Regions from separate parts of the Mus musculus genome. Here regions 1, 2, 3, 4, 5 and 7 are each linked to region 6. Evidence: chromatin contacts called from public HiChIP or PLAC-seq and promoter capture Hi-C data. All regions are on one chromosome and are shown on one strand. Each heading gives the region's core, a stretch centred on a gene start, on an enhancer-like site or on the middle of the called end of the contact. The rest is flanking DNA. Distances are from core to core; before and after follow the strand shown. Region 1 holds the start of Strip1 (striatin interacting protein 1). Region 2 holds the start of Hipk1 (homeodomain interacting protein kinase 1). Region 3 holds the start of Lamtor5 (late endosomal/lysosomal adaptor, MAPK and MTOR activator 5). Region 4 holds the start of Dclre1b (DNA cross-link repair 1B). Region 5 holds the start of Kcna3 (potassium voltage-gated channel, shaker-related subfamily, member 3). Region 6 holds the start of Ddx20 (DEAD box helicase 20). Region 7 holds the start of Rsbn1 (rosbin, round spermatid basic protein 1).

Evidence for each region. Promoter capture Hi-C pulls out the DNA fragments that hold promoters and counts their contacts. HiChIP or PLAC-seq counts read pairs in DNA pulled down with a chosen protein or histone mark. Capture Hi-C pulls out chosen DNA fragments and counts their contacts.
Region 1: a contact with region 6 is called in an H3K27ac HiChIP or PLAC-seq map of embryonic stem cells, with 6 times the contacts expected there. The contact joins the promoter of Strip1 here to the promoter of Ddx20 in region 6. A contact is called at or near these places in 5 of 39 promoter capture datasets (embryonic stem cells, erythroid cells, hippocampal neurons and 2 more), 1 of 115 datasets of contacts at active chromatin or transcription factors (embryonic stem cells) and 1 of 9 other capture datasets (liver).
Region 2: a contact with region 6 is called in a promoter capture Hi-C map of pre-B cells, with 3 times the contacts expected there. The contact joins the promoter of Hipk1 here to the promoter of Ddx20 in region 6. A contact is called at or near these places in 2 of 39 promoter capture datasets (liver and pre-B cells).
Region 3: a promoter capture Hi-C map of pre-B cells shows a contact between it and region 6, with 7 times the contacts expected there. The contact joins the promoter of Lamtor5 here to the promoter of Ddx20 in region 6. A contact is called at or near these places in 10 of 39 promoter capture datasets (the 3T3-L1 cell line, cranial neural crest, embryonic stem cells and 6 more), 1 of 115 datasets of contacts at active chromatin or transcription factors (large pre-B cells) and 2 of 9 other capture datasets (adipose tissue and liver).
Region 4: a promoter capture Hi-C map of liver shows a contact between it and region 6, with 2.3 times the contacts expected there. The contact joins the promoter of Dclre1b here to the promoter of Ddx20 in region 6. A contact is called at or near these places in 1 of 39 promoter capture datasets (pre-B cells) and 1 of 9 other capture datasets (liver).
Region 5: a contact with region 6 is called in a promoter capture Hi-C map of hippocampal neurons, with 6 times the contacts expected there. The contact joins the promoter of Kcna3 here to the promoter of Ddx20 in region 6. A contact is called at or near these places in 10 of 39 promoter capture datasets (the C10 cell line, the HPC-7 cell line, cranial neural crest and 5 more), 1 of 484 Hi-C or Micro-C datasets (B cells), 3 of 115 datasets of contacts at active chromatin or transcription factors (astrocytes, large pre-B cells and pro-B cells) and 1 of 9 other capture datasets (liver).
Region 7: a contact with region 6 is called in a promoter capture Hi-C map of pre-B cells, with 2.3 times the contacts expected there. The contact joins the promoter of Rsbn1 here to the promoter of Ddx20 in region 6. A contact is called at or near these places in 2 of 39 promoter capture datasets (hippocampal neurons and pre-B cells).

The regions. Positions count from the first base shown.
Region 1 is chr3:107,629,584-107,633,007 of GRCm38.p6, reverse strand. It overlaps Strip1 (striatin interacting protein 1), which reads left to right and starts at 1,298. Exons shown (of 21, transcript NM_153563.2): 1 at 1,298-1,507. The coding sequence starts at 1,328. Gm10961 (a long non-coding RNA gene) reads right to left here and starts at 1,407. Exons shown (of 3, transcript XR_375960.3): 1 at 1,006-1,407; 2 at 1-81.
Region 2 is chr3:103,789,959-103,793,616 of GRCm38.p6, reverse strand. Hipk1 (homeodomain interacting protein kinase 1) reads left to right here and starts at 2,342. Exons shown (of 16, transcript NM_010432.2): 1 at 2,342-2,622.
Region 3 is chr3:107,276,586-107,280,297 of GRCm38.p6, reverse strand. It overlaps Lamtor5 (late endosomal/lysosomal adaptor, MAPK and MTOR activator 5), which reads right to left and starts at 1,440. Exons shown (of 4, transcript NM_026774.2): 1 at 1,185-1,440; 2 at 367-428. The coding sequence starts at 1,381.
Region 4 is chr3:103,807,240-103,810,846 of GRCm38.p6, reverse strand. Dclre1b (DNA cross-link repair 1B) reads left to right here and starts at 1,460. Exons shown (of 4, transcript NM_133865.2): 1 at 1,460-1,947; 2 at 2,610-2,775; 3 at 3,271-3,453. The coding sequence starts at 1,759. It overlaps Ap4b1 (adaptor-related protein complex AP-4, beta 1), which reads right to left and starts at 1,330. Exons shown (of 10, transcript NM_026193.2): 1 at 790-1,330. The coding sequence starts at 902. It overlaps Gm15471 (predicted gene 15471), which reads right to left. Exons shown (of 5, transcript NR_040412.1): 5 at 2,407-2,633.
Region 5 is chr3:107,034,292-107,038,044 of GRCm38.p6, reverse strand. Kcna3 (potassium voltage-gated channel, shaker-related subfamily, member 3) reads right to left here and starts at 1,883. Exons shown (of 1, transcript NM_008418.2): 1 at 1-1,883. The coding sequence starts at 1,622. The coding sequence ends at 36.
Region 6 is chr3:105,685,670-105,688,974 of GRCm38.p6, reverse strand. It overlaps Ddx20 (DEAD box helicase 20), which reads left to right and starts at 1,404. Exons shown (of 11, transcript NM_017397.3): 1 at 1,404-1,851; 2 at 2,242-2,336. The coding sequence starts at 1,548.
Region 7 is chr3:103,912,610-103,916,125 of GRCm38.p6, reverse strand. It overlaps Rsbn1 (rosbin, round spermatid basic protein 1), which reads right to left and starts at 2,006. Exons shown (of 8, transcript NM_001356556.1): 1 at 973-2,006. The coding sequence starts at 1,675.

The DNA of each region.
Region 1 (3,424 bases), core at 49-2,548, 1.9 Mb before region 6:
TCCTGATGTCTAGAGGGTTGAGGCCAGTGACCAAGAGTCTTGTACCTGCTTCTTGGGGAGGGAGGTTTCTGGAGGAGGACACTGTAAAAAGTAACATTAAAACCATCTTGGTTACTCCTATGTGTTTGGCACTCAGACGTGACGGAGAATGAGGTGAGAGGCCACCATTTTTGGATGATTGCTCTTTGAGTCAATACAGATGTGAGCAGGTAATTCAGAGTAAACGAGACAGCTACAAAATGAAGGCAGAAAAGCAAGAGCCACTTCTAAGGGATTATTAAACACACCCTCATTTCCCCATGATTTCTCTGTTATATTTTCAATTTCAGTTTTATTTATTCATTTGTTTATCTCCCCCATGTGAATGTAAACTCCACGAAGACTAGAATCCTATTTTTGTTCATTATTATATCCTTAAAAGTATTTGTCAGTGGCTTGAGGACAGATACAACTTCATACTGTTATCCTTAGCCCCCAAGAGTCTCTCTCTCTCTCTCTCTCTCTCTCTCTCTCTCTCTCTCTCTCTCTCTCTCTCTCTCTTTCTCTGTCTCTCTCTCTCTCTGTCTCTCTTCACTTCAAGTTCAAGACAGGGTTTCTCTGTATAGTCCTGGCTGTCCCGGAACTCACTTTGTAAACCAGGCTGGCCTCGAACTCAGAAATCTGCCTGCCTCTGACTCCCAAGTGCTGGGATTAAAGGCGTGCGCCACCAACGCCCGGCTTTTTCCCCTGTTTTGATAAGTGAGATTATTAACGTGGCTCCAGAGGTGTCTTGGATGGAGTTATAATCTGATAAGTAAAACCAGGAGTCCCCAGGGTTGCACAAGGTGTTTCTTACAGAGTCCTACTGACTTGGAGGTTTTTCAGCTGGAAGGTTAGAGAAAAGCCACAACCAGTTGTTAATTGTACAGAAATTCTTTGCTAGGAAAACGTGTCAACTAGACCCATGAGTCAGGAATTGCTTTCTTTAATGATGTCTCCCTAATTTCCCCTTTCATCCTGCCTCACCTTGAACAGGGAGGGCTCTAAAGACAGGCAAAGCGATGATAGACAACGAATTAAAGTGTTAAGTCTCATGGATAAAAAAGACATCTAAAGGGATTCCTGCGAGCCCAGCCGCACGTCTCCGGCTTAGTTCCACGGGAAGGAGGGAGGGGAAACTAAATGACAAAGCCAGGAAAGACCTTGGGAGGTGATTGGCAGTTGCGGCTTTCGACACACGCAGCCACACTGAATATGGCGATTGGGGAAATTTCCTGGAGGAAATCACGCGAGAGTTGCCTGACGGGAGGCCGTCCGCGAATTGAGCCGGGGGTGTGGAGCAGCCAAGATGGAGCCGGCAGCCGCCGGTCCCGGCCCTCTGATTGTGAACAACAAGCAGCCGCAGCCGCCACCTCCTCCGCCGCCTGCCACCGCGCAGCCTCCTCCTGGGGCGCCGAGGGCCGCCGGAGGCCTCCTGCCGGGGGGCAAAGCCCGCGAGTTCAACCGCAACCAGCGCAAAGACTCGGAGGTCAGAGCTGCAGGGGGGCGAGGCTGGCACCGGGCGGGTGACAGAGGGGGTCCCGGGAGACCGGGGCGGCATCCGGGCCCAGCCGGGCTTCCCGACGGCTTGACAGGGACCCTGGGAGCTGTCACTTTACCGGGAACCGTGCAGTTAGCTAGGCTGGCAGCCGCCACAGCCCCGGGGAGGAAAGCCCGGAGCCCTGTCACCAACTCTGCTGCGGCCGGGGGAAGAAGGTCCCCGAGCCGGGGATGGCCGGTCGCCCCCGGGGGCGTGGCCTGAGGCACAGCCCTCCTGGGGTGCAAAATCGGTGGTCTGCTGGCTGGTTAGCCCCTCATCCTTTCCGGCCTCTGATCTTAGCAGGGTGGTGGGCCACGCCAGTTGGCAGCGAAGGGACCCAGGAGAGTTTAGCGGGCGCTTAGAACAGGGCTTCTCTCTCTAGTGCTGCTTGGCCGGCCCCAGGTTGTGTGAGTAGCAGAGAGAGCACATTGTGGCTTCCCTCCGAATTTTAGTCAGCGCTGGATCAAACCGCGGCCAGACATTGCCAAGTATTTTTGCATGCCCAGTGAGCCCAGTTGCTGAGCTGTGAAGGGATCAGAAGTACACAAAGGGCGCCGGATTCTCCTCCTTGCTAGTGAGCTGCGATTCCCTTTGCCCGCGCTGTCTGGAGCTATTCACCTCGCCCCAAGTTAAAATTCCTCCCACTGCTTCCGTTTGCAGAATTCATGAATGAACACACACCCGTCTCGTCGCAGCATTTCAGGGCTTCCTCATCAGCACATTCATTCCCAGAGCGCTTACTACGCAATCTCCTCCACCTGAGACAACTTCCAGTGTGATGAACAGCCAGGCACTTACCGAGAGGGAATTCCTCAAATTCAAATTTGATGCTTCAGCTAGTACCAGATACTAAAGATAGTGTCTTTAAGCCTAAGAAATCAGTTCCCTCCAAACATTTTGTTGTTGTCGCAGGCTCAAATTCTGATAACTTATGTCACAAAGGAACAAGCCCAGAGTTGAGAGGATGAGTTTAGAGTGGCTTTTTTGAAAAAGATGGACCTTTTAGGAGCCTTTTGTTGTGGAATGATGGGTGATCAGTGGCTACTTCTCAGTGATCTCTTAAGTACGAAGGAGTATGGAAGTTAAGTTTGTAAGACCTTTAATGACCAGACTTGTCCAGGTTTTCTGAAGAGAACCCTGAGAATTGAACTACACCTTCAAATTTCTCTTTTTAAATGTTTGAGTGGACTGGAGAGATGGTTCAGTGGTTAAGAGAACTTGCTGTTCTCTCAGAGGATCCCAGCACCCAAGTTGGGCCGCTCACAACTGCCTATTAGCACACTAGCTCCTAGGGATCCAGTACTGTCCTTTTGTCCTCCATGGGCACATGTATACACACACAGATAAACACATAATACATTTAAAATAAGTGCTTTAGGGATGGCGGGATAGCTCAGCAGGTAAAGTAGTTTTAAATTTTCCTGAAAAGCCACAAAATAGTCAGATAAATACCCTTTTGTGCATTTTATTTTATTTGTTGTTTGTTTGCTTCTTTGTTTTTTGTTTTGTTTTTGTTTTTGAGACAGGGTTTCTCTGTGTAGCTTTAGCTGTCCTAGAACTCTGCTCTGCAGATGGGGCTGGCCTCAAACTCAACAGAGATTCATCTGCCTCTTGAGTGCTAGGATTAAAGGTGTGCACCACCCCTTATTCGTGTTATTATGTGGTGCTGAGAATCAGATTCAGGGCCTTGTGCAAGGTAGGCAAACACTATACTGCTGAGGTATGTCCTCAGCCTCTATTACATGTTTTTATTTCTCTTCCTACCTTTAATTTCACTGGATTCAACATCTGGAAGGCCCATCACATCGATCTGTGTCCTTGTGTTGGAGGTGCTGATGCTGCACACCCTTCTGGTGACAGCTGAAG
Region 2 (3,658 bases), core at 1,093-3,592, 1.9 Mb after region 6:
CTCCACTCACTGACCTTCCCACTACCATGTCCTGCTCCTCTGATCAAGCCTCTGCTTTTCAAAACTCTTGAGTCTACCTGCCTTACCAATCCTGCATCCAGTTAGTTCCTTTAGTGTATAGGCTGTGCTGTTTCCTCCTTAATTTCCAGCAATGTCCCGCACATAGGAGATACTCTATAGATTTGTTGAATGGAAAACAGACTATGCAGCACTAAACTTTGAAGCTTTGTTGACTGAAACATGCTTAGATATTTTCTTCTCTGATGGTCTTCTCTGACTCCATTATTCAAGTCATGTATATTTGTGTGGCATTTTTCCTCACTGGATTGAAAACTCTGGGGGGGGGGGAGAAGACTACATCCTACTCATCTTTCATCTGAACTGGTATCTAGGGAGTGTCTGGCATAAAGCAGTTTGTTGGACGAATGAGTGAATGACATTAGAGAGGAAAAAAATACTACACTTTTAAACATTCCCTGAAGACTGAGACAGATTGAAAAAAAAAAAAAACAAGTCAAGAACAACGAAAACAGAGACTAATTATATGAAGAGCTGGTACAAATAAACAGGTAGGTGACAGGGCTGAGTGAGAATGCAGGAGTCAATCAGGAAAGGCTCTGACATGTAACATCTGAGATGTTTTCAAACACAAAAGAGACATAACTTGAGAGTAAATGAAAAGCCAGTCATAGAGTTCTGGTGAGGTAGGGCAAAATGAGCAATTCATAACTAAAGCTTGTTTGTTAAGCAGATCTGTTTAACACCAGGCCTTTTTCTTGGCTATCTAAGCAGGCATGTTCATTCATTCTGTGTCTTGGTATTTCCAGGGCCAGCCCAACATGAGGACTTTATGTTCTCTAAACACTCAAGAAAGGAAGTTTCTGTGAAAATATGCAAGGGAATCTGTCCTGTGGGATTGAACATTTTGCTAACCCTGGCTCTCCAGGGAAATGAACTTCCTCCCCATTCCCAATGTTAAGAGGAGAAACTCAAACGACTTTCCTTAAAAGGTATGATAGGATAGCCTAGAAAACATTTTGTTAGGTGAAGATCCAAAGAAATCATGGATGTATGAGTGAGGACTGAAAAATATAACTGATAGAAAGGCCTCTCCTAGACCTGCTCTCTGCTCACAGGACACAGGTAAAAATCTATGGTGGTGGATAGTCAGTTAGGGGTTCAGACTGTTCTTGTAAGAAAGAACACATTTTCCATCTCCTCCTCTTTCTTTTTTTTTTTTTTTTTTTTTTTTGGTTTTCAGAGACAGGGTTTCTCTGTGTAGCCCTGGCTGTCCTGGAACTCACTCTGTAGACCAGGCTGGCCTCGAACTCAGAAATCCCGCCTGTCTCTGCCTCCCAAGTGCTGGGATTAAAGGCGTGCGCCACCACTGCCCGGCACTCCTCTTTCTTTTAGGTAGGGCCTCTCTATGTAGATCAAGTTGACAAACTCACAAGAGATCCATCTGCCTCTCCTTCCAGAATCTTGGGTTTAAAGGCATGAATCCTGGGTTTAAAGGCACGTACCATCCTACCTTACTCTTATAAATACTCGACTCCAAGAAATGTTTCTCATTTTAAGAACCAACATTTTACAGCGCGGAAGGCATATCAAGTCCCACAGAATCTCTTGAGGCTGAGTTGGCAACTGTCTACTAAGATAACCTAGTTTTCAGGGTCATTTTTCTTAAACATTATGCCAGGTCCACTTTCCGGAATCCACCGCCTTTCTACCCTTCGTGGAGGTAAGACAATTTTTGTTTACTGCATGCATGGAGGAGCTGAGTTCGGATATTTTATTTCCTAACAGATTCTACGGTGGGAGCGCTTCAGCACAGGGAGGCATCTAAATCCCTTATGCTGCCCTGAAATCGACATGGCAGCAAACAATTTAAGTAAAAACTGAGAATTCTAAACCCTCAGAGTCATCCCCAGGTAGTCAATGTCTCCCTGCGCTGCCCAATCGCTGGGATGTGATTGGGATGTTGGGGGAAAATCACACTGGTTTGGGGTGATGTCACACTAGCTGAGATGACATCTAACTGTAAGAAACCCGACCGCCACCAAACGCCGGTTAAACGACCTCGGAGACTGCTGTGCGGAGAGGACTGGGAAACCGGTCCCCACACACTGTCCACGCTGGCTCCCCACGGAGGCCCACCCACACCCGCGGCCCGGGGCAAGATGCAGTGATCTCAGCCCTCCCGCTCCTCCGCACTTCCGCCTCAGTAGGTGTCATGGCGCTAGGTGGCTGAATGGTTCCGGCGAGGCGGGGCCGGCGGGATGGAGGCGGTCGCTCGGGGCTCCACTTGTCGGGTCTGGTGACAACGGCGGCTGCGGAGCGAAGGGCCGGGCCGTGGCCCCGGACCGCAGGGGAGGCCGAGGCGGGAGCGCTCGGCGCTGAGGCGGCGGCGGCGGGAAGGGGCCGGGTGGCAGGGCAGGCGGGAGGCTGGCGAGGCTCCGGCCGCAGGACGGGCGCGGGGACGGCTCCGGGGGGCGGGGGCCGGGGCCGGGGCCGGCTCGTGCGGGGGGTATGATGACCCGGCTGCGGGGCCCCGGATCGCCTCTCCTCCGCCGCCTCCTCGCGGCGGCCCCGACTCGAGGCTGAGAACTACACACACCGGCGGTGAGTCAGGCTCGGCGAGGGGCTGGGGTCGTGGACTTTGGGAGTCGGCGCCCCGAGGTGGGACGGAGCGAGCCGCAGACTCCCTTGGGTAGCCGGCTTGCTTGGGGTGCCTCTCTCGCCAGGCCCCGCGCGGCCCTAGGCGCCTGGTCGCGAGCGGCCAGGCGCGACTGCGTGCCGGAGAAAATGGGCAGCTCCCCCTGCCTCCTGCCTTTCCCTCCAGATCGTGTTGTCCTCAGGTGACAGGGGTCCGTCTGGCATCTCCCCACCGTACAGATCTCCACCCCAACCGCGGACTGCGGTGGCAGGTTCTTGTGCTTGTGCGTGTGCATGTCACCCCACTCCCTGTAGCTGTAGTTTGGGCGTATTGGTGCCTTTGGGGACCGGGAAACCGCATCTAGAGTAAATCGTGGTGGTCGGGCTGGTATGGAAGCTTTTCTGTTCTCTTGGTTCATGTTCTGTAGTCTTTGAGTATGTAATTTGTGATGGTGGTAACGCTGTGTGGGGACCAGCCCACCTATATGTTTATCTCTGCAAGGCAAAGCTAGAGGTCTAAACTTTTGCAGTCCGTCGTCGCCTTTAAAGCCAAGAACAACAAAATCCAAAACATTAAAAGATGGAAACAACCAAAAGCCTTTGGGTAGGACCCACACTATAAACAGCTCTGTAGGGCAGCGTCCCCCTTTTGTGCTTGGCAACCGAGACCTAAAAACTTGGTCTCTAGGAGCGTTGGTCTAACCTCCAGTTTGTTGTGGTGACGAACCGTGAGCAATGGCCTGTGTGTTTATGCTGGGCGCGTTTTCTTTCCTGTTTGGGAATGGGTACTGGAACGGGAAGCCGGAGAGGGGGTGGGGGCAAGCTCCAGTAAGTGAATCTTTTCTCTACATAACCAGTGACTCAGTTGTGGATACTCATAAGATGCGCATTCTTGTCTCTTTGGTGACACTTTGAGAATTCTCAGTAGTGTAGTGCAGCCACAAACAAGAGTTTCAAATGTAGACTCCGTTGCCCCAGTCCGCTCTTTATCTTGTTTCCTAGT
Region 3 (3,712 bases), core at 191-2,690, 1.6 Mb before region 6:
TAACTTACTGTTGAGAGTGGCTGGACTAGCAGCCAGCATCATCCATTTTCAGGGTTATTGAGGCAATTAAGGAAATAGTGTAGCCTGACTGTGCCTGCACAGGGAATGCATTCAGTAAAGATGTCCTTATCTAAAGCCCTTTTCTAGACCACTTAAAATTTATTCAAAACCATTTTAGTAGGAACAGTTGTAGAACTGGGAGGAACATTTCTGCCTTTAAAATGCAACTGAAAGGCTTCAACCATCTACTCTTACTTGGAGATAGTCTCTATGCCCTAAAGGTAACAGGAATAAAAGCTAGAAAATAGTAGCAGTGTAAGTTAAGGCTCTCAGAACTTCAAAGGGAGGCTGGTAGGAGACACTTACAGCCCAGATTAAGTCCTTGTGAATCTGTGCATAGGACTCCAACAATGGATGGATTCTTCATTCTAATTTTGGGAGCACAAGAAAGATGAACCAGATGATGTGAAGAAAATATTTCAAATTACTGTAGTAAAACAGATTTTCTATGCACCGAGTATTAAGCACTTCAAATCAGCCCTTAAATTTTTTCGCCCCCTTTCAGAGGACAAACTGTGAGTTGTTTAAATAAACAAAACAAAACCCAAACCATTTTCTCAGGCACCTCTGCTTCACAAAGACACAAACAAGGCAGTTATCTTTAGGGCTCTGTCCTTGGTATAGAAGCATGCTCTAGGACTGCAACTCCTGAAGACAACTGTTAAATCTCAGTAACGGGAATTGCTCCTGGAGGGGATTAAGAAGCTCAAGGAGGAGGTGTCTTCTTGTAAGCCACTTTACACCTCCCAATTTTAAATTTTACAGAGATAGCTGAAAAACTTTACGGATATATTTACTTCACAAGCGCTGAGCAACTGACGGGCCACAAACGCGGGAAGATGTGCGTGAAAGTGCTTTGGCACTGCGGGGGCTCGATTTAGCACACCCGGGGCATCCTTCCCCAAACTTAATCCGTTTCCCAAACTTCTCAAGAGCTACTCGATTCTGCGAACACGCCTAACGAAACTTTACTACCCAGTAACGAGCGGCCCGGCCGTAGGCAGAAGTCACCCGCTCGCCGCCCCGAGTGCCCCAAACGCTTCCGCAGACACTCGCGGTCCATGCCGCTGTCCCATTCCAGCTCCCCTGTCCGGAGCCCAGGACCGGCCGCACGCACTACTCACGTGTCCTCCAAATGCTGCTCCAAAGTCGCCTCCATCCCGCAGGCTGTCCGCCCCAGGCCAGGACCCCGCAGCAAAACACTTCCTCCTTCACCGCAAACCTCGATCACGTGACTTGACCGAGGCGGGCGCCTGGACGGCGTCTCCAGAGGGACGAAATTCAGCGCGGCGCCGCGTCCGCGCTCTTTACGAAAAGGCATAGCTACTACCACAGGACCAGTGATGGCTGGCTTTCGATTGGGGGTGCTGGGCCTTCAAAGCAATCTGTAGTCGGGCCTCAGGGCCTTTTCCTGACCTAGCACTTGGACTTAGTGATTTTTAACCTTTGGATTTGGTTCAAGCAATTTCCAGTCCTAACCAGACGTAGACCTGGTTTAAATTTTAAAGTAACCAGCAGGTCTGGCATGGTCTCATCTATGCAATAGGCCAATCGCTAAGAAGACAGTGCTCAGTTTCTGACCCTAGGTCAAGAGGCTGAGGTGTATACTTTACCTATCAAAGCAGAACTGGCCTCCAGGTTCTGCATCCCTCAGTTCCCACCTGGCATACCTTGCCCCCAACCCTGAACTTTCCAGCCCAGGGGCTGGGCTGCCCTTCCCTTTCTATAGGGCTCCTTTCTATAGAATCCAGACATTTTGGTCTCCTTCTCCTTTTCTCTCTCTGCACACATTCCCCCTTCTCTCTTTCTTCCTTCCTTTCCCAGGAAACTTCGCTGGCCTTGGTCCTTGGGGCCAGTGAACTCACCCACCGGCTGGCAGCTTCCCAATAAACCTGCCTTTAACATCATCTACTCTGGTTTAAATTGATTCATTTCACCAACATCGGAGGAGAAGTAACCTATCACACAGGGCCGATGGGGAGGGGTGCACACACGGGACTAAAGGAAGAGATGGCACACGTTGAAACCCCAAACTGCGTGCTGGGAAAGTGTCAGAATCTTAACATTGGTACCTTCTTTGTTCTCGTAGGTTGGCCTCGAATTCTCCCACCTTTGTCCTGTGATTTACTGCCATGTGCCATATTTAATTTGCATTGATACTTCTAATAGCTAGGTCATGGGAAGTTTTAGGGGGAAGAAATTAGGTTTAAGTTTTAGGTGTTAGTGAAGACCGTGTATTATTACTTTAAAATAACTGAGCTTTAAAATTTTTATTCCCTTTTCTGTTTTAGAGACAGTATCTCATATACCCCTCATTGCCCTCAAATTTGCAGTGTGTCCGAGGCTGGCCTTGAAGTATTGATCTCTCTGCTTTTACTTCCCAAGTGCTGGGATTACACCAACATGCCTGGGTTTAAAAACTTTAGAATAAACTAACCACTCATAGTCCTACTGTGAAGAGATGATAGTTTGATAAGGATATTTTGGAGACTATCTTTTCCATATGGCTATCTTTGCAAATGTATTATTTGAATTTTTTTTGTTTTTTGTTTTTTGTTTTTTTTTTTTTTTTGTTTTTCGAGACAGGGTTTCTCTGTGTAGCCCTGGCTGTCCTGGAACTCACTCTGTAGAGAAATGTTTTTTAAAAGCAAAATCAATATACATACTATATATACAATTCTGAATTATGTAGCAGGGATTCTTCACAGAATTTATTATAAATACCTTTTCAGGACAGTAAGTTTTTATTTACTTTGTTTGTAATAGTTGCAAAACACACCAACTTTGTTATCATAGCTACACCTAAAGTGAACTTACTGTTCATTAGTGACCAATTAAGTTGCTCTTGTGTCCCCTCCCTACCCTCTGTCCTGGTGGTACCAGGTTCTGTGCTGGTTGAATATTCTTTAGCCCAATATTGTGCATTTAAATTTTTTCTTCATGGTTAATTACTAGAAATAGAATTGTTTGGTCAAAAGTTATGGTCATTTTCAAGAAAAATATATATATGTATATATATTATTTACATGAAGAAGGGTTTATGAAAACAAGGGTGTGTCCATGGCTCATCTCTACCCCTTCCTGTGTAGCGTGCCTTGCACTTAGCTTCCTCTAGCAATCTGATCTCTGGCATTTACTCAGTCTGTTTTTTGATCTGGTGCCCATAATAGAAGAGGCCAAGGCTTAGCCACCCGCTCACCATTCACCATATTGTTAAAATGAAGCTCGCAGAATTATTATTACTTTTTAACTTTACAGTGCAGGGTTATCTCTAACATGTGATTCTCCTGCCTCAGCCTTCTAATGCTCTAATATGAGCCCCATATTTGGCTATGCTTCCAGAATTGTGTGTTTGTATGTATGTTCATGTGTGTCTTGATGCATGTGTATACTTGGATTCAGTGTGTTTGCAGATATTCATGCACGTATGTGCATGTGCAGTTGGGGGTCAGAGGTCAGCCTTGTCTTGTTCCTCAGGTGCCATTAAACTCTTTTGTTTGAGACAGGGTCTATCGATAGTTTGGGGCTTGATTAGGCTAGCCTGACTGGCCAGCTTCCCCAGGGATCTCCCTGTCCCAACCCATCTCAGCCTTTTCAATGTTGGGATTACATGTGTGCCACCATGCCCCAGGCAGTTATCCATGGGATCTGG
Region 4 (3,607 bases), core at 211-2,710, 1.9 Mb after region 6:
AACCAAACTACTACAATCAACTGAGACTGTTTATTTACAATACAGTTCCTGGATTCTATCCCATCCTAATGAAATCAGAATTGATCCCTAGATCACGATTTTTTAAAAAAGGACCCCATGGGACTTTTGTGTCCTACCTACAGTTTTGAGCTACAACTATAGATTAGTTACACGTTCAAACATATATAATAGAAAAAATCCTAACCAAAGTGAGGAGACAAGGCTACTTATTAATAAACTACCACAACAGGCTTTGGTAATTACAGCCTGAGCCAACAACAGTACAACTTTAAGAACAAGAATTGATATTTTGAATTTTTCATACCACCTGACAGTAGACAATGTTTTCAAGGTTGACTAGCAAGCTTGGTAGGGTGCCTGGTGACATTCATAACACAAATACAAGCAGAATAGTAGGTTTAAAGAGGAGAAGAATGATAGTATTATTTTGGTCATATCTTTGATGAACTATCCAAGTCGAAATGTAAAGCAAGCAGAAAGATATACAGGTCTGAATCTAGAAAAAAGGGAGAACTGTTCTACGTTAAGTCATTGAACCAGGAGTCAGCCGCAATTGCTAAAGCCTGTGGTATGAAGGAGACCTCTCAACTGGGCATGGTGTTCCACACGGAAGACTGAGATGACAACCCAGAAATGCAGCCTCAAGGCCAAAAGATAAAACTGCCCTTCTTTAACTTTTTCAGAGTGATCGCAGAGCTCTGAAGAGGATTAAAAGTGGGGCCGGGGGGGGGGGGGGGGAGTTAGAATTCTATGGTAGGTTGGTGATACCTAATAACTCGCTGGATGACATTCCGGTAGCGCAGCCTATCAGCCTGAATATGAGGGTTACACAGAGCCTTCTTCAGTTCCTTCACCACGTCCTCAGAGCCAAGGTATGGCATCGTCGCCAACACTCACGGGACAGTTTCCACAGACCCGTAGGGAACTCGTGGGCTCCTCCTAATTTCGATGTGGGAGCCTGAATAAAGGAGATGTAGTCAGTGAAAACACTAACGGCGAGATGTCACTTTGCTGTGCCTGCCCCCCAGGGCGGAACACATTCTTGGGTCCTCGGGCGAGCCCCGACCCTTCAGGAGCCGCCCGGAGACCCACAGGCCGTTGGCTCTGCCCAGCAGATCTCAACTCTCTCTAGGCCCAGTTACGAATTCTACACTAGCAAAAGGCCAAAGACCTAGCACAGCCTCCTCCCTGGGAATCTAGTCCCAGTGGCCGAGGACACCCCAGACAGCTTCCTGCGGAAATCCCGCCCCGTCGCCCTGAGACACAAGGAGCAGCTTTCCGGGTCGCGCCGAGCGCCGAGCGCAGGTCCGGGGGGGGGGGGGGGGGGGCACCGACCTCCGGACGCCCTTCCCCCACCCATTCTCCCCCTCGGCGCAGGCGCGCAGCTCACTGTGTGAGCGCCGCGGCCGGCGATCGGAAATCAACTACTAGGGTCTGTCTCCCCGCCGCCGCGCGAGCTTTGACAATGTGGGGACTGGGCCCGAGCTCCAGCGCGCGGTTGTGAGTGATGCTCTCCCGACTTCTTCCGCGTTGGGCGCTTTCATCCTGATCGTCCCGAGCGCGGCCACCTTCTTTTTTCTCACTCTGTCTACTAATTCCGTTTCTGGGATGGTTTTCCTTTAGGGCTTCTGGACTTGTTCCAGAGTCCACTTGTCATTGGGACGCTGTCGTGGAAACCTCACTCAGGAGTGCGGTTCCCGCGAAGACCCCACTGGGTGACACCTCAACTCTGCCACCATGAACGGGGTCGTAATCCCCCAAACGCCCATTGCTGTGGACTTTTGGAGCCTGCGCCGTGCCGGTTCGGCGCGGCTCTTCTTCTTAACCCACATGCACTGTGACCACACGGTGGGTTTGTCTAGCACTTGGGCCCGGCCCCTCTACTGCTCTCCCATCACTGCTTGCCTCTTGCATCGTCGCCTGCAGGTATTGGGGCTGGGATTTGATCGCTGAGACCTAGTCCAGGAATCTGGGTGGGGACTTCTGATCTGTCACAGTTTGGGGGATTACCGAGTGGGAGACATAAGGACTGAATTTTTACAAATGTGGGAATTGATCCCGGAATGAGACTGGCTTCTAGTTAACTACCTGGAGGTTTTTAGTCAAGGAAATGATTCCTATCTTTTCAAAAACCAGTGCTTTCCTAATTTGCATTTAAGAATCTACCAGACTGTTCAGTGATAGAACACTTGTTTAGTGTGTGCAAGAACCCTAAGTTAGATCCCCAACACTCATTGCCCGCCCCCAATAATTCATCTAATGTGCTAGATAAAAACACATATTGTCTAACATCTCCTCATCTTGTCTGTGTCAGTAGAAGTGGCTGGTGTGAGACTGGAACTTTTTTTGACAGTTGTTTCCCACCCATGGCTGGGATTATCATGATAGGAGAAAGTGTGAGAATCTTTATTTAGACTGTTTTCAGATTCTGAGTTTAAATCTGTACAAAGGGTGGGAGACAGAAGAGGAAGGAGAGATTTCTTGGGAATCCTTATAACAGCTTACATGAGAGTGGTTCAGAACTCGGTCAGCTTTCCTTGATGAAAGAGAAGTCTATGGTTACTCGGGTGACCAACTGTTTTCCTCAGGTGTCTAAGCACTGGATCCGGGCCCTGGAGGTTGGCGAGAGTCATGTATTACCTCTAGATGAAATTGGGCAAGAAACCATGACTGTAACGCTCATAGATGCCAATCACTGCCCTGGTTCTGTCATGTTTCTCTTTGAAGGATACTTTGGAACAATTCTATACACAGGTGAGCCTCCCAAGGCATTCCTCACACTTTATAGCTACCTTTACCCAGAAAGATAGCTTTATCCCATACAGGCACAGGGACCCTTTCCAACTGATTTCCTACTTGACCATCCATCCTTTACTTTGTTAAATAAAATCACAAGAGCAAGAAAACAAGAAAGGCATGTTGGTGCTCGCCTTTGATCCCAGCACTTGGAAGGCAGAGGCTGGCTGATCTCTATGAGTTCAAGGCCAGCCTGGTCTACTTAGTGAGTTCTAGGACACCCAGCCTATGTAGACAAACCCTGTCTCATAAGAAAAACATCAATCAAACAGAAAATCTCCAAGAGTGGGAAAGAGACATTTTCACAAAGAAACTAGACTGTACAGTTCAGTGCCAGGACAGTTTTTGCATAAACTCGTAACCAATCTCCATCTGCTACTGAAGGTAGAAGAGGCTTGTCTTCTAGCCTTTGTTTTTTGCCCACTTCTTATACCCCACATATTATTCTTCCAGGTGATTTTCGATATACACCATCCATGCTGAAGGAACCTGCTCTGATACTGGGGAAACAGATTCATACTTTGTATCTAGACAACACTAATTGCAATCCAGCCCTGGTTCTTCCTTCCCGACAAGAGGCTACTCAGCAGATTGTCCAGCTAATCCGACAGTTCCCACAACACAACATAAAAATTGGTGAGCGGTTTCCCTTTTTCTTCCATTCATGCTTAGTGAATCAAAATTCTTTGAAGGTCCTCATTGTTTTCCAAATCTTTGTGCCTTGCTCACCTTTCTTGTAAAACTACTATGGTTATCTTATTTAAAATTGAACCTCCCAGCTGACTTGGTG
Region 5 (3,753 bases), core at 634-3,133, 1.3 Mb before region 6:
AATACTGGGCACAGAATTGGCAACCGTATCATATATTAGACATCAGTGAATATCTTCTTGATGTTGACACAGGAGTTGGGGTTATTGTTCGTGGTGCAAGTGGCTGTGGAGTTGCCCGTTTTGAAGGGGGTCTGCGGGAAGGCGCTGTGGTTCATACCCCCCTCTTCGATCACCATATACTCCGACTTACTCAGAGTGGAGTTACTCCGGGCTTTTCGGAGCTCCTCGGCTGAAGAGGAGAGGTGCTGGCAACTGCCCACGTGCATGTACTGGGCTTGCTCTTCCCCTTCTGTCTCCCGGTGGTAGAAGTAGTTGAAGTTGGAAACAATCACAGGAACTGGCAATGCAATGGTCAAGACACCTGCGATGGCACAAAGAGAGCCCACAATCTTGCCTCCTATGGTCACTGGGTGCATATCACCATAACCAACAGTTGTCATGGTTACTACTGCCCACCAGAAGGCATCCGGGATACTGTTAAAACCCGAAGAAGGGTCGTCTGCCTCAGCAAAGTAGACTGCACTGGAGAAAAGGATGACCCCAATGAAGAGGAAGAATATGAGCAGCCCCAGCTCCCGCATGGAAGCCTTCAGCGTCTGTCCTAGGATCTGCAGCCCCTTAGAATGGCGGGAGAGCTTGAAGATGCGGAAAACCCTTACTAGGCGGATGACTCTCAGGATGGCCAGCGACATGGCCTGCTGCCCATTACCTTGTCGTTCAGCCAGCTCAGTGCCCAGAGTGATAAAATAAGGAATGATGGCCACAATGTCTATCAAGTTCATGATATTTCTGGAGAAGGTGGCTTTACTGGGGCAAGCAAAGAACCGCACCAGAAGCTCAAAGGAGAACCAGATGATGCACAAGGTCTCCACCACGAAGAAGGGGTCCGAGAAGCTGGAGGCTCCAGAAGGGGCCCCCGACGTGCTGTTGTTGGCAGCCTCAAACACGTCCTGCGACGGGGAGGCGGGATAGTCTTTCTCATCGCGAAACTCGGGAAGCGTCTCCAAGCAGAAGATGACAATGGAGATGAGAATGACCAGCACTGACACAATGGCAATGCCCCGGGCCGGCCCGGAGCTCTCCGGATATTCGAAGAGCAGCCACACCTGGCGCTGGAAGTCACGGCGGGGCAGGGGTCGCTCCTCCTCCCGCAGGAAGCCCTCATCCTCACGGAACTTTTCCATGGCCTCCTCACCCAGCTGGTAAAAGCGGATCTCCTCGGAGAAGATGTCGATGGGCACGTTGACCGGCCGGCGAATGCGGCCCCCGGACTGGTAGTAGTAGAGGATGGCGTCGAAGCTGGGTCGGTTGCGGTCGAAGAAGTACTCATTGCGGAGTGGGTCAAAGTACCGCATGCGCCGCTTGGGGTCGCCCAGCAGTGTCTCGGGGAACTGGCAGAGGGTCTTGAGCTGCGTCTCGAAGCGCAGCCCAGAGATGTTGATGACCACACGCTCGCCGCAGCAATCTTGCTCGCCCGCGGCGGGCAGCGCGGGTGGCAGTGGCTCGTAGCGGTCGCAGCCGCCACCGCCGCCGCCACTGCCACAGCCTCCCTGAGGCGGGTCCCCGCCACCGCCTCCCGCCGCCTCTGGCTCCAGCAGGTGGTCCCCGGGCACCACGGTCATGTCTGGCGGCAGCTCGGCGTGGCCGGGGCTCTGCAGGATGCGCGCGCCGCCTCCTGCGGGGTCCGGTGCAGGGTGGGCGCGGTGATGGGTGGAGGGCTGCGGCGGTCGAGCGCGGGAGGCGGCGGTGCTTTCCTTCCCTGCTGGCGGCTGCCGGCCCGAGTCGCTCCTCCTGGAGCTCCCCGCCCCACCGCCGCCTCTGCCCTACGAGCCCGGCCCCGCCGCCTGTTGCTGCGGCTGCCGCGAGGCTCTGTCTGGGCTGGCGCGGCCCGCGGGGCTGCACGGTCCAGACGCCTCCTCCTCCCTCCTCCGCACCCCTCCCCGCGGGGCGCGCGCCCGCCTCTCTGCCACCGCCCCCGGGTTTCCCGCCCACCGCGCGCGCGCGCTCCGCTTCCCGCTTGCCACCCTTGTTCCTCGACCTTCTTTGTCACTGGATCGCCGCCAACTTGCACCCCACTCCCCAGACTCCGCGGAACCCCTACCCAGCCACGCTGGCCTTGGAGGAACCCGGCCGCCTGACCTCGTTCCTGGGCTCTGCTTGCTCGCTCCTGGTCAGCGCGCGTTCCCTTCCCGCGCGTGGTCGAGACCTAATCTCAGGGCTGTTATACCCACGCAAGGACCACACCTCATCCCTCGAAGGGAGGCCTCCTGGCCCTTGACACTTTGCCAAGAAGGGCAAGTTCCACTAGAGTAGGTAACAAAAAGTCCCAAGCAAAGGAGGCATCCAGGCATCCAGACCCTGAATGTCTTGGGAGGAGGGGCTGCAGGCTAGGTTGTCTGGGCTAGTGCAGGATAGGATAGTCTGGGGCCAGCATCCGGATTTAGAGGGGTAGAATAATGCTAAAACCTGGGTGTTGGTGCAGTAAACGATATTTTTGGACAGGAAGCAATGGGTTAATGGGTAACATGGGGTCTCAAGTCTTCCCAGCAGTCTAAAAAGAGGGTCCTTAAAGGCATCTGGAGACCTCATTTTTATAATGGTTAGCTCAGTGCGGGCAGAATCAGGGGCAAGTTTCTGGTTGGGATTAGTGAGGGCAGTGGAAAAAAATAAGAGGGAATGGTAAAGAAAATTCACCACACCTTACTGTGTGACGAACAGGCCCAATACCTAGCGTTTAATTAACACAATGATACCTGCCCTTGCAGTAGGGAACTCGAGAAAGTGTATTTTAGCTGTTAATGTGGGAAAGCCTTCATTTTGCAGATTGTGCCTCTCTTGCTTGATATGGGCCTACAGAAAATATTATCTCCCTTAAACTGTTTCTCTAAATTGTGCTGGTTGCTTTAAACATAATTTCTGTTCCCAGACATTTAGCTACCCCAAGTATAAGTACCAGAGTTACAAAATTCTGTTACCCCCTTGAATCATTGCAATCGTTTGCAAAAGAGGAACTATTGTCTAGACATTCACTCATTCCATGAAGTTAGCTGAAAATTCAGTTTGATGTAAGAGTGATCTGTCGTCATGTTTTTCTTACCCCCTCTCCCAACTACTAAACTATGATAAAGAGGGCTTGCCCAACTTCTGTTGTTAGCAACTTGGAAATCCTGGGATCTCAGCATTTGTTTGTTGTACTGAATTCTGCAACAAGTGATGCTTTGTATTTATTTCTGTCTGCTCTGGGGAGATATTTCTTCTTTTGAGTTCAGGACCCTATTGTGATTCCTGGGCTGGGGAGCGAGGGAGAGCTGAGCCAGCAGTCCAATCACCCTACAAGTTTCTAGAGCAGCATTTGGGGGTGTAACAAGCACCAGGTTTTCGTTTGTTTGTTTGTTTGTTTGTTTGTTTTTGTTTTATCATTCCTTCATGTTTCGCTTTACAACCATCTGAGTGCTGGGCACTGCAGAGAGTGGAGTCTATTGTCAGATGAAGAAACTGGGAAACCATTTAAATCCCTCTTAAATACACAGTTTCAGAGCAATCTGTTGTGCAATGGTCAGCTTCTTATTTTAACCAGTGATTAGGGGAACAGTTGATGAATATTTACATATTTATTTTTGTAAATCTAAGATTGGGAAAGACGGAGTGTCACAAGGAGAGCTCACTGAGAGGCAAAGACCCTATTTTTAAAGACTGTTTCTTGCACTTCTATGTCTGACTGGGGAGATGATTTATTCTTACTTTTGCAGGAAT
Region 6 (3,305 bases), core at 155-2,654:
TGCCTCTGAGGTTCATGGTCTGGACAGGGAAGCCCATCTAGAAGGGTTTTGCAACAGTTAGGATGACCAGAAGACCCAGGGTAGATACTATGGAGATGGTAAAGGAGTGGATGAGACATTTGGAGACACAAGTATTTGACAGTAGTTTGATAGAAAGAGGGTGAAGGCAAAGCAAAAAGGAATCCTCAGATTTGTCATCTGTGGATTGGGTGGGTGAAAGATGTGGGCAACTATGAGGAAGCTTGCGATCTTTAGTTCCTCTTCCTTCATTTGGATAGTGGACGTTTGCTTAGTGCTTTGTTAATTTCTAAGCAAACATGTCTTAGTTAGGGTTTCCATTGCTGTAAGGAGACACCATGGCCAAGGACATTTATTGGGGTTCTTTTACAGGTTCTGAGACTCAGTCCATCATCATCAATGAGAAAAGTAATAAAGATATGCTTACATTTGGAAGCATGACTAAAGCTTTGTTCTAAGAGCTCTTTCAAAAAACAGTATTTAGTACGTGCCAGATTATGTTTCTCCTACCAGAGACAGAAGGGAACAAATCAGAATAGCTTTCTGTCCTCATGGAAAGTGTGTGTGGGGGTGGTGGTGGGGGGTGGACAATAAACATTTTAGGTAGTTGTATCATGAAGAACCTGACCAGGTATGGTGGCACACACATGTCATCTCAGTATCTGAAAAGTTGAGCCAGGAGGATTTCCAATTTGAGGCCAGCCTGAGCGGCATAGGGAGACTCTGATTTAGAAAATAAACAGACCAACTAACTAAGCCAATCAAACCAAATAATCAAACTCGGGGATAGTGGTGGGAATAATGGGAAAGGCCAGGAAGCAGTCAGGATGGAAACCACTCAAGATTTCAAGAAAAGCCTCTTTGACAGGGTGACACATGAGTGGGTCTAGAGGAAGGGAAAGTGGTGTGCTAGTTGCCCACCCCATAACGGAGGAAGGGCACACAAAAGATCCGTTGGACCCGAGACGTCTATTAGCCTAGGGTTTCCGAGAGAGCGATCAAGCAGAGCCTAGGAGTTGGCGTGCAGTCCAGGTTTCCACTTAAATATCAGGAGACTTCCGTCACGCGACAGGGTACGGATCGCGAAGACTTCGGCGTGGCTACAGCCGAGCTTGACCCAAGGAGCCGACTCCAAGCCCAGGCGACGGCGACCGATTCGCGAGCTGCGTCACAAAGCGCGTCCTGGGCGCTCGGGTCTGGAGCCCCGCCGCGCGGCCAGGCACTCAGAGCCGCGGGAGGCCGGCAGCGGGCGGCGCCCACCAAGGGCACGCGGCGCCCTCTGCAGGCCGCAGGCGGCAACACACCGGTAGCCTCATCTTCCCTCGCTCTTCCCGCCTCTTTCTCAGGCTACATTTTTTTTTTTTTTCTGCTCCCTCCTAGAGTGACAGCCTCCGACTTCCGTTCTTCCCCTCCGCTTCCAGGCGTGTCCGTGTCTTCTCCGGGAGGCTGCCAATAAAGTTTTTCTCCTTCTCGCTCCCAGGAGCCCCGCCTCAAGTCTAAATATCGCGAGATCTGGAGGCGCGGCTACCATGGCGGCGGCGGCGTTTGAAGTCCCGGCGGCCTTGACAACCTCCGAGTCCACTATGGCTGCGGAGCGTGCGGCCGCGCCGGTGCAGGCTGTGGAGCCGACTCCGGCATCCCCGTGGACCCAGCGGACCGCACACGACATCGGCGGGCCGCGCACACGTACCGGGGACGTGGTGCTGGCGGAGCCCGCGGACTTCGAGTCGCTGCTGCTGTCGCGACCGGTGCTGGAGGGTCTGCGGGCGGCCGGCTTCGAGAGACCCTCTCCGGTGCAGCTCAAGGCCATCCCGTTGGGGCGCTGCGGGCTCGGTGAGGACCGGGGCCGGCCGGCGGTGGGGGGAAGGAGGGGACGGCGTGGCCCCCGGAGAGCTCCGGCTCCGCGCCATCGCGGGGCTAAGCCAGGCTCTAAGGCGCGCAGTTGAATTTGAGGGTAGGACTTTCTTCCAGCATGGAGTCCAAGTTGGAGAAGGTGAGCGGCAGAGATTCGGGGCGCAAAGGGCTGGGGAGGTAGCTCGGTGGTTAAGAGATTGGGGCATCAAGCACACCTCCTGCGCGTTTGAGAGTCAACCAAAAATACAGGTGGCAACTAGGTCCTCATGGCAGAGAACCTCTTCATTCTCCTTTCTCGTATTTGGTATCTGGTGGCATCAGTAAATCTAGGTAATAATATGTAATATATATAATTTTTTTCTTCCTCAGATTTAATTGTCCAAGCTAAGTCGGGCACTGGAAAAACTTGTGTATTCTCCACCATTGCTCTGGACTCTCTGATTCTTGAAAACTATAGTACTCAGGTGAGTCTAACTCAGGATCCGGAAGGGGGTGTGTAGCACGTGACTCTATTGAGAGTCGTGACAAACTAGTAACTCTTCCAGATGGTGAGTTTGAAGAGGCCGGACCAAAGCGTATGCAAGTTAGGGAAGTAAACTAGATGGTCACGTCGGTGAGTTGTGGCCAAGGCTACGTCCAGTATTTTAAAGTTGGAATTTTCTGTTATAAGTACATCTCGACCATTTGTCAGTTGGAATCGTACAATTAAAAATTCATTTACTTTCTGACTAGAGTGGGATTAGACATAGAAGGTAGAAGTTCTGGATTAGTAAGTACTGTGCTATGGCAGAAATTTCAGGTGGTTCTTAAAGCCTTGTGTATGTGTTGTATTGATCTCTCATTTTCTAGGTTGCCTCGGGATATGGTTTTAAGATTGTCCTACTCAGCTTTGGGTTTGGGGGATCATTCTTTAAAAAGCTTTGTTTAGCCATTGTTACATATAAATACTATAGTAGGCACTAGGGATTAAACAGTGAATAAGATGTGATCCTGACACTGTCGTCTGGAGTGTGTAGTGATGGCTGACTTCAAAAGGGGGCTTTTGAGATGGTCGATCTTCAATGTGATTCCTTTAAACCCAGGATTCTTGTATTTGTTGTCTAGAATCTTTGAGTTCTATATCCACGAAACCGTGGGAGATAATGAATATACTTTTTAAAGTACATTGGCTAATTTATTTGAGATTTAGGATGTGTTGAGAGTTTTGGCTTTGTAATACTTGGCAACAGACAAAATCCCAAACTTGAGTAAAAATCATATTTTTAAGGTATATTATTAAAATAATTAGTGCCTGTGTATTATGTAGTATCAAAGTAATACTACATAATAATTTATAGTTGGGAAAATCAGAAAGAGAGAGAGAGAGAGAGAGAGAGAGAATGAGAATAAAGTACCCAAATCTGTGATGTGTGCCCAGAGTTAAGGGATTTTTA
Region 7 (3,516 bases), core at 757-3,256, 1.8 Mb after region 6:
AATAACTGGAATTACCCAGTATTCGAACACATTAGTGTGTTAGTATTTACTGATTATGACTATTATAAGTTATAAATATATACAAAGTATAAATATGGCATAACCAAAACCCTGCTTCATTTCTTCCATAAAGAATATAAATACATGCTACAAGTATCTGGCAATAGAAGACACCAATTTTGGCCAACCTAATTCATCTCAAAAGCACTCTTAGTCCTACTTTTTCTATGTGAAAAACCTTTAAAGACTGCTGGAATTGCAGAGATTCTCAAACAGTGCTCTGGCAAAATGAAATGAAACTAGAATCTACATCTGCATCTGCATCCTACTGCACGCTTCCTTCCCTTCAGAGATACGGTTGGTATACTTCCTAGACTCAGAGGGTGATAAAACCTTCCTCGAACCAATCCTAAACCATACTAACAATTAAAAGGGCTAATATTTTTTTTTAAAAAACTATTTTTACTACGTCTAGCTGAAAAATAAACACCGTAAATGATTTTTTTAACCTCGCCGAAGCTAAGGCAACCAGTAGTTGTGTAACCTCTTTAAGAATTCAAACTCAGAGCCCAGAGTCAAACCTGTAAATATGCTGGTGCCAGGAATGAGAAAAACTAAAGATTTCCAAGCAAGAGAACAAGAAGGGACTTTCAGTGACAAGCCTTTACTTCAGAAAGGGAGGTTTTAGTACCCCACCTACTAATCCGATGCCAAGCACTGCGCGGCGCGGAAACCCTGCCGAATTTGAAAATAAATGTTGCAAAGGCTCCGGGGGAACTGCAAACAGGGATGGAAACTGACAGCTCGGCCTCAGAGAGAAGCCTCAAGTAGGTCAAACTGTGGCAACCGCCTGCAATCCCGAGTCCACTCCAGTGGGCTCAGGGGAGTAGAGCGGCGTCTTTCAGTCCTAAAGGGGCGGGATATGGGCACTGAGACCTACAGCCCGAGCCCCAGCGGTTCGCCTGCTCTCACCTCTCTTGGGGGCCTTGATCAGAGGCACCCCTCCGCTCCTTTCGCCGTTTTCCTGCTTGTCCTTGTGCTTGAGATCGCCCGGAACGCAGGCGCCGGGGTCACCATCGGAGCCGCGGTGGTGATGGTGCTTGTGCCGCTCCTTGTGGCCCTTATGCTTGGGCCCGGCCGCGCTCACCGTCAGAGGCGAGAAGGTGAAGAGGGCCGAGGTGCCCGGGGCCGGGAGCGGGGCAGCGACAGTGGGCCCGGCGGGTGCCAGCGACGGTGGCGGCGGAGGCGGCAGGAGCAGAGGTTCAACAGGGCCCGGGACGGTTGGGGCGGCATTCGTTGGAGGCAGCGGCCCGGGATGTTGGCGGCTACGACGCCGCCGATGAGGGGGAGCGAGAGGGGGGTCCTGGCTCGGCCGCCCCCGCTTCTCCTGAGAACCCCCGCTGCTCGCCCGGCGCTGCCGCTTCACTCCCCGCGGCGAAACCCCAACATGGGGTTTCTCCTTCCCTTCTTTGTCCGGCTCCTCCTGCGCCGCCACCGCCCGTACTACGCGAACCGCTCCGACCTGCGCAGCCATTTCACCCACAAACACACATTTAAATGGCCCGACCGCCCCCCCGTCCGCGGTTCGCGCAAGCGCTGCCCGCGCATGGCCCGCTGGGCATTGGAGTCTCTCCCCCACCCTCCACTGATCGGTCGTTCTCGTAGACCTGAACATGCCGGAAACGGCAGTTCCGACACCTCTCCGCAGACCTCGCCAACCGAGCTTCTATTGTAAAGCACCCTGGACGCGCAAGGCCTTGCGGGAGTTGTAGTTCCACCGCCCTTCGCGTTCTTCCCCCTCCCCCTCCGCCCCCACTTTGCTCTCTGAGTGGAGGAGCGGAGGGGAGCGTGCGCCTAGGCACGCTTCGGGGTGCCACGCAACTGCCGCCCTCCGGCGAGTTGCCGCCAACCGCCCTAACCGCCCAAACAATGTTAATAGCTTTCAGAGTCTCGCCGTGTGTTCAGGCGCTCCACTTCCAGTGTTCCTCCTTCATCTTGCCCGGAGGTGGTCTCCATAGTGACTTTTCAATTTCGTATTTCTCCCCATAGCCTTTGTGAGGTAAAAGAATCTCCAGTTTACCCTTGACAAACCAGGAGGAAAAGAATTTCGGAATATGTAAAACGACGGTTTCGCTGTAGAACATTGTAAAGCTGCTATTCAGAAAAGAAAAAAAAAATTTTTTTGAAGCATTTCCTATAGCACTGCTGTGGCGACCGCTGCAGGCTCAAGGCAGGTGCAAATGTTGCCTTAGGCGTTCCCTGAGCGCAGCTCCGCCTTGCCAGAGTCACTTTTCCCTCCAATTCTTGGAAAGGTAGAATCCAGCATTTTTGTTGAACATACAGCTATAGTTAACAACAAAAAAAAATGTCTCGATAGAAATTTTTAATTTTTTTTCAACCCATACATATAAATTTGCAAATGTGAAAAGCGCTGTCAACCTGACACTGTTCGCCAGGAGATGGTGTTTACTCAGAAATCCGTTTTGAGTTTCATTACTTTAGCTTTTTACCTAGAATTGCATTTAAGTCCTTGAGAAAGCTATTTGGAAATAACCGACTACAATGATGTACTAGGCATATAAAAGACACTGTGGTTTAACACCACTAGTTCCCAGAGAAGTAACTTAGGCTGAGTGAACTTCTGTAATAAAAGTTATCGTTTAAAATAGAGAAGTTCTTGAACACCTACTGGGTATACATTGTACTACAATAAACAAGTAACAATACAGGTCAATTTGCCCTAGCATTTGGGTTTCCCAACAAAAAGTATTAAAGCGCAAATAATACTGTTGCTAGGCTGTATTTTCATAAGTAAAAATATTAAACTGATAGGGAAAGTAAAGCCAACCCTTTACAATAATAAAGAGCCATTAAATTATTTACTGTATAAAACTAGATTTGAAATATAATTTACTTAGAAGAATCCATAGTCATATAGAAATACATTTTCAAATCACCAGTACCTTTAAATGGTTGTGAACATAAATTCGTTTTATGTGGACACGTTTATCTATAGGGCCTTTTCTATGAAGAACACACTATCAAAAAAGAAAGTTAAAGTGCTAACAAAAAGTAACCGCTGTTGATTTTTTTTTCTTGAATTGGTAAGTGAATAACTGGGTAAACATACATACAGTTGGACACCTCATAGCAATACAGAAGTGATCACTGCCGTTATTTGTACATCATCTTTCCTTCTTTTACGCAACAATTGGGGAAATTGAGGAGATACACTCCGTTTAGACATTTAGTCATTTTCACAAGCAGTACTGCAAGCACAAAGGAAGGAGTGCTTTGTTTTCTAACTAAAACCTTTAGTCAGTCGTGATGGAGCACGCTTGCAATAGCAGCGGTCTGCAGCTTGGAGAAGGATCAATAGTTTGAGGCCAGCCTAGGGCTGCATAGCAAAATCTATTTTTTAAAGTTATTTTTAATATTAAGGCAGTGTATAAATTTAGTTGAAGGGTCGGAGAGACAACTCAGATGGTGAATTAAGTGCGTTTAACTACTTTTGCA